2 separate regions of the Mus musculus genome follow, and region 1 is linked to region 2. A link is a contact called in public promoter capture Hi-C data. All regions are on one chromosome and are shown on one strand. Each heading gives the region's core, a stretch centred on a gene start, on an enhancer-like site or on the middle of the called end of the contact. The rest is flanking DNA. Distances are from core to core; before and after follow the strand shown.

Region 1 (4,707 bases), core at 1,748-4,247, 100 kb before region 2:
CCTTGCTGTCCTGGAACTCACTTTGTAGACCAGGCTGGCTCGAACTCAAAAATCCGCCTGCCTCTGCCTCCCAAGTGCAGGGATTAAAGGCGTGTGCCACCAACGCCCAACTGGTTCTAGTTTTTTATCTGTTCCCCTAACATTACTGAAACAATACAGATGTTGAAGATATGCCTTGCCGCATCAGCCTAGGGCTTCTGTCCTGGTCTGACCTCACAACTTTGGTGCTGTCTCCTCATATTCTGTCCCATGTAACTCAGTGGCTCCTGTATTAACACAGTGATACCTCGCTTCTCTGTGCATTTAGCTGGGAATGTTCCCGGTATGGTGACCAGAATAAAGTTGTTTATTAACATGATCCTGTGTCGTGTTTCTTGGAGTGGAGTTGGGAATACACCTGATGCATGTCCTAAACTTCTGACCCTTGATGCTCCCCCTCCCTCCCTGACAAACTATGTTTTTTTCTTATTCATTATCCTAGGAGCACATATTCCTGTGAGAAGATGTAGATCTCACCCTGTGTTAGGGGACTCTAGAGCAACAGAACTAATAAGGTGAACATATATTTTTAAAAGATTTTTATTATGTGGTATGGTCTACCTCACACTGAAGATGCTGAGAACCTGATAGCTGCTTAGTCCATGAGGCTGAGTTCCTCAGAAGTTTCCATCTGGTACTGTGGGCCTGGAGGACTCCTGGAAAATCTCTGGTGTTAAGCCCATGTGGAAGCCCATGTGGAAGCCCATGAAAACATACTGAGTTCTGATAACATCAGAGTGCAGCAACAGCAGGGTAGATTAACTCGCCTGTGAGTGAAGGCTTGCAGGCAAAGAGCAGAGCTTCCTTCTCCTATCTTCCCCACTTTACATACTCCGAGCAGGGAAACCCATCAGGAATACCTGGCAGGCTGCCTTTTAGTTGATTCCACATACAATGGAGTCGACAACTGGAATTAACCATCATATACCTTAATGAAAAGTGCTTTTCAGAGCAGAGATGAGTCCATAGCTGGTTTGCAGTTACCAGACCAGTAAGGATTTGGCTATTGGGTTTCTTAAATAGTGTCTTCTGGAAGTGATTTGTAGAGTTGACCCTGGTACACCACACAGCTACCAACCACACAGGTAAACTTAGGGGAGGCATGTCCCAAATGTGTGGCTTTTTTTTTTTTTTAATCTGCCTTCCTTTGAATATATTTCCCCTCATTCCCCCACTCTTGCAAACAATGTAATATAGACCGGGTAGGATTTTGTCTATGTTTACAACATAAAAGTCTAAATACTTTTCCTTAAGCACAAACCCCATCACAATCTGGCCCTTCCTTTCTCCCATTGCTTCAGGTTCTTTTTTTTTTTTTAGATTTATTTATTATTATTATATCTAAGTAACTGTAGCTGTCTTCAGACACACCAGAAGAGCATCAGATCTCATTATTGATTGTTGTGAGCCACCATGTGATTGCTGGGATTTGAACTTGGGACCTTCAGAAGAGCAGTCAGTGCTCTTAAGCACTGAGCCGTCTTTCTAGCCCTCGCTTCAGGTTCTTAATGACTAACCTGTACTTCACAAGGATGGCCTGAAAGGGACAGTGCTTTTCAGTTCTGTTAGCCCACCCATTTCCCCCACCCCAAAGGATCACTCAGATTCAGTTCCCCTTCTCAGCGGCCCTCCCTTACCCTCCAGCCTGTTCCCTGGGGCTCTTGCCTCCTTCCTCTGTCCTTCCCATTCCTACCAGTTTATGTCCTACCAGCATCTTAGGCTTTCTTGACTTTGAGGCATCATCCATGTGTTGTATGTTGAGTATGAGAGAATTTGGTTCTGTCCTCAGTACAATAATCCCTGCCCACATGTGCACCCAATGGTCGTACAATGAATGTTTCTTGAAGAACTCAGGAGTAGAGTAATCCAGTGTGGAGAAAGACTTTTTTTAAAAATCGGTCATTTGCCCAATATGAAATGTGGATACTTGCTCTCTGGCATTTTCCCCTTCTCCTTTGGCCTGAACACTTTCATTCATCCAACAAATACTTAGTGTATTTTTTTAAAGATCTTATTATTTATGTGGTGTATGTCTGGATAGCGTATGCTCACTGTGCAGGTGTCTTGATGGATGAGGGCATTGGATCTCCTATAACTGGAATTACAGGCACTTTGTGAGACACTGATAGAAGATGCCTGGGAACCATCCAAAGGAAGAGCAGTAGGTGCTTAACTCTCAAGTGCTGTGCCATCTCTCCACCCACTACCGAGTGTGTTCTTGATGTACCCAGGCAGCAGAAGGCTGGAGCTCTGCCCTGTACCTTTCGTTTCTGAAGGGTAGAGACAGTTATGTAAAAGGAGCATCCTGGCTGTTTCCTCGAAAACAGAGCGTCGCTTACAATACTATCTAACTCCTGTTGCCAAATGAACCTGTAACTCGAGGGCAGCCAAGGACCTTACCTTGTACCATTAAACTTGTATTTCTGAAAATACGGTTGGATTCTACCTGGGTTCACTCACCTATATTGGCGGGTGGGAGAAAGCAGCAAGTTTTGGAAAGATGAAAACAATGGGAACCCCAAAGCACTGCATTCCTGGGATACCGGGGAGCCCCAGAGGCCTGCGGACTCACAAGCGCCACCGGGTCCACTTACCTGTTGGCTGCGCGGACCCCGCCCTCCCGTGACTGACAGCCCCAAGGCCACGCCTCCGGGAAGCCCGGCAGTAGACTTGCGCGGCCCGGCCCTGTTGTCTTCCAGGCCACTCCACTTGGCCAGGATTGGCCGAGAGCCGCCCTCGCCCGACCCGCGCGTTATGTAAGGTACTCGGGGGCCTTTGCACCCGCCCACCCGCCCGCGGTTATGTAACCCCCGCCGTGCACGACCTGCACCCCGCCCTCTGACCAATGGGAGCTCGTGTTGCCGGTAACAGCGACCAATCGCGCGGCGAAGGGGCGGGACCGGATCCCTGGCGCGCAGGGGGCGGGGCCGGCGGCCACTGGGCACGCGGACGGCCTCGAGACTGGACTGCCCGCGGGTGGGCGAGGCTCTGCGGGGCGGCGGCGAGTTGCTCGGCTGGCGGGACGCCTGCGAGCCCGCACGGCCGGGCGCTGCTGCCCCTGCCTTCTGCCCGGTCACGCCGGACGTTGCTCTCTGAGGTGTTTCTCGATGCTCGCCGGCTTCCCAGCAAGGACGGTGGAAAAGTTGTTGCAGGCTGACCGCGCTCCCTGAGAGCCCCGCTGGTGGTCCGTCCAGCCAGCTTCCGCCATCGAGCTGTCGCTGTAGCTCGTCACCCCAGCAGAGTCTGTGGAAATGCTGAGGAGAAAAGTGCCCCTCAGATGAGCGTGGTCGGCGACCAGTCTTTCCCGAAGGCGATGGCAGGGACCAAAACAAGCCGGGTTTGGTTGCTAGCTGCAAACTGAGAGAAGCAGGCTGAGGGCTGCCAGGCGGGATGGATCCCTGTGGAGACCCGGCAGTACCTGGTGGCGACTGTCCCCAGACTAGGGGACCGGGGCTCCAGGGGGCGTCTGGCCAGGAGGGTCCTCTGCAGGGCACTTGCGTGGACAGCAGCCACAGGTGACGCTAGGAAGTCTCCCCACCACCCTCTGTGTTTATTGTCCTTCCCTGGAGCAGGGAAAGCAGGATTTACAACTTTTTATTGTATTTTTGATCCCGGGGACGCGGTAGGGGGGGGAGGCGACCTGAAAGGGAACTTCCAAATAGTTCGGTGAGGATTGATGGGAGGGGGAATGTTACTAAACTAAATTACCAGAGTACGGAAAGAAAGAGGAAAGTGGTTAAAGAATTTGACGGAGTTGGGACTGAAGGGAGAATGAAAGTGTAGAATGTCCCCTACCTGGAAGAGAAAGGGCATTAAACCTGTGACCTGGGCTAGTTGAGGTGGCCAGACATCCCTAAAAATCAGATATTCCTTGAGTGTCCACCATTACGGTTTCTTGTTTGTTTTTTTCCTATTCAGTGAACACGAAGACCGAAACAGAATGTCTGAAGAGCTTATAATGGTTGTCCAAGAAATGAAAAAGTATTTCCCAGCCGAGAGGCACACTAAGCCCAGTACCCTAGATGCTCTTAACTATGCCCTGCGCTGTGTACACAGTGTGCAAGGTAAATGCATTGCAGCGAATAGGGTGGCGCTGGGCTCAGTCCTCATGTGCAGTGGAACTCCAGCCTCCAGAGGCTTGGGCTTTATTTGTAGCCAAGACAAGCAAGTCTAAAGCTGATGTAAGTGGTGCTTTAGGCTTTCCAAGTTTGAAAAGCCAGCAGAACGTTATTTGTCTGACAGTTTAGTAACTGTGCAATATTGTGCCTATCTGTTGCAAGAGTAAAGAGTTGAGCAGTTTAAGTAAAACTCAGAGGACTTTTTCAAGGAGCATTGCCTTCCATGGAGATTACACGAGCAAATACATGTCTGGGTTGTTTTTTTCTGTCATGCACACACTTTGGAAATGCAGTTGTAGTATATACAAAATAGACTAAATCAAAGAACAAATGTTTTTCCTTCCCCCAGCAGAAACCGCTTTGCTCAGTCTGTGATCAATAGTTTGTGAATTCTAGTGTTTCCTCCATTAAAAAAATATATGTGTGTATCTGGACTTTGATTTTATTAACTAGCTTTAGAACTTCTAGTGAATCTTGCTCCTTGTAACCCAGAGCAGGCAGGATTCATAAAACTCATAGTCTTGAGTTTGCATACCTAACCTTGCATTCC
Region 2 (4,578 bases), core at 899-3,398:
CTGAATCGCCATCACCCGCCTCAGAGCTGGGAAAAGGCAAAATCTGCAAGTTCTAGAAGCTGGACCTCAAACCAGAGGGGTCCAGGGATCCACACCACGTCGCAGTCAGAGCTCTGAAGACAAAAGGCAGAGAAAAGTCTTGAGAGCAGCGAGAGACGCCGGCCATGCCGGCCATGCTACTTACGGGGAAACCCACTGGGATAACAGCGGATCTCTTATCAGAATCCTGGAGGCCAGCAGGAAGTGCCTCCCACCACACAGAAGGGGAAATGTTACCCTATTTACAGATGACATTGTGGTCTACACAGAAAACCCCAAGGACTCTGCAAAACACCCCCCTTGACCATGGGGGTGTGTTCATGAGAGAGACGGGATAGAAGCCAGTTTCACAAGCACACCGCTTCTACACATAATGAACACATGATCTAAGGCCCTATGTCATGTCCAGTTGTCTAAAGAAAAGAGGGGGTGGGACTGGAGTGCTGGACACTGCTGGCTCACACCTTTAATCCCAGTAGATCTCTGATTTTAAGGCCAGCCTGTCTACATAGTCCCAGGACAGTCTGGGTTACACAGAGAAACTCTGTCTCAAAAACAAACAAACAAACAAAAATTCCAAGAGCCTGGAGAAATGGCTCAATGGCTAAGAGCACTGACTGCTCTTCCAGAGGTCCTGAGTTCAATTCCCAGCACCCACATCTCACCCACAGCTCACAACCATCTGTAATAGATTTGATGCCCTCTTCTGGTGTTTTGAAGACAGCAACAGTGTACTCACATACAGAAAATAAACAGTTCTCTAAGAACAAAAGCAAACAAAACAAACAAAGGAATGGGGCTGGAGAGATGTTCAGTGGCCAAGAGGGCTTGCTGTTCTTGCAGAGGACCTGAGTTCAGTTCCCAGCACCCAGGTCAGAGAGCTCACAATCTCCTACTCCAGGGTGTCTGCCTCCAATACACACAGCATTCACTTACACAGGCATATATATATATATATATGTATATATATATATATATATATATATATACACATAGAAAAGCTTTAGAAAAGGATTTTTAAGAAGACAGAGGCGATAGTTCAGTGACTAAAGTGCTGGCCACCTACTTATGAGGATGTGAGTTCGGATCCCTAGAATCCCACAAAATGACCACGTGAGCATGGCAGCCTGGCTGTAATCCCAGACTTGGGGGGTAGAGAGAGGAGACCAGATCCTCAGAGCAAGATGGCTAGCAAGCCCAGCCATATAGGTGAGCTCTGAGTTTGATTGACAGATCCCACTTCCATGAAAAAGATGAAAGAAAAAAATCAAAGATGATTCCTGACACCAAAATAGGGCGTCCACGTGCACATTCTCCCACACAGGTATGCCCAGATGTGTGCAAAAATACACACACACACACACACACACACACATGCACGCGCGTGCTCGCGCGCGCGCGCTAAGAAGGGGGGCAGTAAATACTCAGGCCCAAATCTTAAAAAATAAAAATAAAAAAAGGCATATTGGACTTATATATTGTAAATTATAAAATATCGGTAAGGAAAGAGGAAGTGTAAATGGAGAGCCATACTAGGTTCATGGAGAGGGACAGCTAGCGGGAAGATCCGCAGATTTCACGACACCTCCATCAGAGTACCAGCTGCCTTTCTGTAGACACAGATAAGAATCTCATAAAGTTTACACGGAACTATAAAAGAAACAGAATAAACAGCTAAAACAAACCTGAACAGGTAAGATGGGGCGGGGAGGGTCCTCTACTCTCTACCCAGTTTTGAGACTGATATTATCATCACAGTAATCAAGACTCGATGGTGCAGGAATAGACACACAGCTGTAACAGAAGACTCCGCCCCCTCACAAGAACTGCCAATAATCAGGGACTCCACCCCCTCATGAGCACAGAGCCAATAAAAATGTGGGTAGACAGAGAAGGGAGACTGTTTCTTTGAGTAACACTGGAATATGGCAAGCACAGCTCCCTAGCCCCAAAAAGAAAAAGTCTCGACCTTAAGTTCTGACACTTTATAGCTAGCTAACTTATAGCTTTAAATGTCAAACACAAAAGTGTAAAACGTAGACACTACCACTGGGGAAAGTCTCAACCCTTCCGACCCAGGACGTAGGGAGGGGTTCTTAGATGTGGGCTGGCGAGGTAGCTGGGCGAAAAGCACCTGCTGCTGAAGCTTGAAGGCTTGCGTTTAATCCCTGTGAACCATGTGGTAGAAGGAGAGCACCTACTCCCACGGGGACTCCTCTGACCTACACACATGCACTTGCATGTGACTGCCCACACACACCCGTGCCCCCACATGCATTCCACCATGCACACACATCCATAGCCCCCACACGCACGCACTCATGCCTCATTACACCTCCTCCTCTCATACATCCACCACACTCTCTCTCTCTCTCTCTCTCTCTCTCTCTCTCTCTCGGGGAGGGAGAGACATAAAACTATTTTTCCTTTAGGAAAAAAAAAAAGTCAGTGCTCTATTTACATGTACACCTACACACCAGAAGAGGGCATAAGATCCCATTACAGGTGGCTGTCAGACACCATGTGGTGGCTGGGAATTGAACTCAGGACCTCTGGAAGAACGGTCAGTGCTCTCAGCCAGAGGAGCCATCTCTCCAGCTCCATTAAGAAAATATTTTGAAGCCAAATCCAGTGGTGAGACCAGCATTCCTATGGCAAGATGGATGAGAGGCAAAGACAGGGGTGGGGAATGGGGGTGGGGCCGGGGATGGAGACTCAGTGCTAGCTAGTCTACATTGCTTGGTGGATACAAGAGAGACTCAGCCAAGTGGAGGAGAGAATCTCCCTTTGCAGGTGGTCTTCTGATCTCAGCACACACACAAAGTAAACAAAAGCAAACTCAGAAACATCTGACTCTCTGGGTGCATTTATCTTAAGAGACACAAAAACTTACCCTCACATGAAACCTACCCATAAGCATCCATAGATTTAGGGGTGGGTTGTTGTTGTTTTTGTTTGGTTTGGGTTGATTGTTTTACATGTAAGAGTAAAATATCACAGGGCTGGAGAGCTGGCTCAGTAGTTGAGCACTCGCTGCTCCTGCAAAGGACCCTAGATCAGTTCCCAGCACCCACACAGAGGAGCCACACAGTGACATATCACTGCCTGTAAGTCCAGTTCCAGAGGGTCTGGCCTCCACATGTCCCTGCGTGCATTTTATACAATAAAACTCATGCAATTGTTTTTGTAACAAATTAATTGTAACACATTAAATAATAAATATACTTTTTAAACAACTAGGAGTTAAAATGGAAAATAGATGAGGGGGCTGCCAGAGAAAGGGGGACAGGAGTAGGGGCTGAGGAGAGCCAGCGGGGGCCAAGACCTTGCTTGTGGATAGTCTGGGGGCATTTTGTTTGCTTGATTGTTGTTGAGTCTTGTGATCTAGGGCCATGAGCCTCCTGCTTCAGTCTCTCTCATGCCGGGGCTCCAGATCTGCACCCCACGCCCCACTTTACAAGCTGCCTGGTTCAGTTATGTTACATGAATCTACACAGCTAATGAAGTGACTGACAGCTATGTGTGTTCACACCATCATTGTCCTGGCCTCGTGGTGACCTTAGGGTCTCACGGATGCCATGTGACGCTATCCTGCTCTTTGTGACTTTCTGTGAATGTGTAATTATATAAAAACTAAAAGGGTTTTAAAGCTTTTTATAAAATTGCAGGTCAGTCATTACTAATTAATACCTTTGAAGACATGTTCATAGAAACCTTGTTGGCTCTCTGGGAGTGGGGTGTGATGAGGATTTTTTTGGTAGTTTAGAGGGCTGCGCCGGAAAGAAGCCTGGGCAGGAGAGAGAACGACCAAAGAAAAGGAACAGACATCTACAGCTGGGGACATGCACGGTGTCCCCTTCATTGATAAGGAAAGGGCAGGTGGCCCGGCAGGAAGACTTCTCAGCGTAAGAAATCCAAACAGCCAATCAAATGTAAAAAGGCAAAAGGCAGCTAACTTCAACCATCATCAAGGAAATGTAAATTCAAAACACAACGAGCTCCTCTTCCCCACCCACCAGACAGATAAAAATAGCGCTGCCCCGTTCACACGGAAGCGGAGCAAGTGGAGAACTCGAAGCTCTCTGAAGAGGCATCCAGTACAGTCCCCGTCCCCCCCCCATCATTTCGGAAAAGTTTGACCTACTGCCTTGGACACGACCTCAGTTCCTTGTTCCCACATCCCCCCGCCACAGGTTAAAAAACAAACAAACAAACAAACAAACAAACAAACAAAAACACAAATAAAGCTTGGGAGATGATTCTCTGACTAGTGAACAGCAAGCACCCTTACCCTGCTGGACCACCTCTCTGGTTCTAGCCTCAGGCTTTTACAGTGCGCTTGTGTGCCTGTGCGCATGTGCGGGCGCATGTGCGGGCGTGTGCTTGCGTGCCAGATGACAACCCGCGGGAGTCAGCTCTCTCCTACTACCCAGGGTTGGAGCTCAGGTCATCAGGCTTTGCAGCAAGTGTCTTAACCTACTGAGCTCTCCTCAAATATTTTAATCAATTTCGACACTTCGGTCCGCTCTCATTTGAAGC

What was found. Promoter capture Hi-C pulls out the DNA fragments that hold promoters and counts their contacts.
Region 1: a promoter capture Hi-C map of maxillary cranial neural crest shows a contact between it and region 2, with 2.1 times the contacts expected there. The contact joins the promoter of Per3 here to the enhancer-like site in region 2. A contact is called at or near these places in 2 of 39 promoter capture datasets (maxillary cranial neural crest and trophoblast stem cells), 2 of 484 Hi-C or Micro-C datasets (CD4 T cells and nephron progenitors), 3 of 115 datasets of contacts at active chromatin or transcription factors (effector CD8 T cells, embryonic stem cells and memory CD8 T cells) and 2 of 9 other capture datasets (adipose tissue and liver).

Annotation. Positions count from the first base shown.
Region 1 is chr4:151,042,955-151,047,661 of GRCm38.p6, reverse strand. Per3 (period circadian clock 3) reads left to right here and starts at 2,997. Exons shown (of 21, transcript NM_011067.3): 1 at 2,997-3,554; 2 at 3,958-4,103. The coding sequence starts at 3,430. It overlaps Gm38529, which reads right to left and starts at 2,809. Exons shown (of 2, transcript XM_017320565.2): 1 at 2,634-2,809. It overlaps Vamp3 (vesicle-associated membrane protein 3), which reads left to right. Exons shown (of 5, transcript NM_009498.4): 5 at 1-357.
Region 2 is chr4:150,937,716-150,942,293 of GRCm38.p6, reverse strand. All of the region lies in intron 7 of Tnfrsf9 (tumor necrosis factor receptor superfamily, member 9), which reads right to left. Among named protein-coding and RNA genes, the nearest start is that of Tnfrsf9, 20 kb to the right of the region's middle. Within about 2 kb of position 2,148, at least 37 of the 459 cell types and tissues checked have an H3K27ac peak or open chromatin away from gene starts, as enhancers often do. A contact at or near this core is called in effector CD8 T cells and memory CD8 T cells, where this site is marked.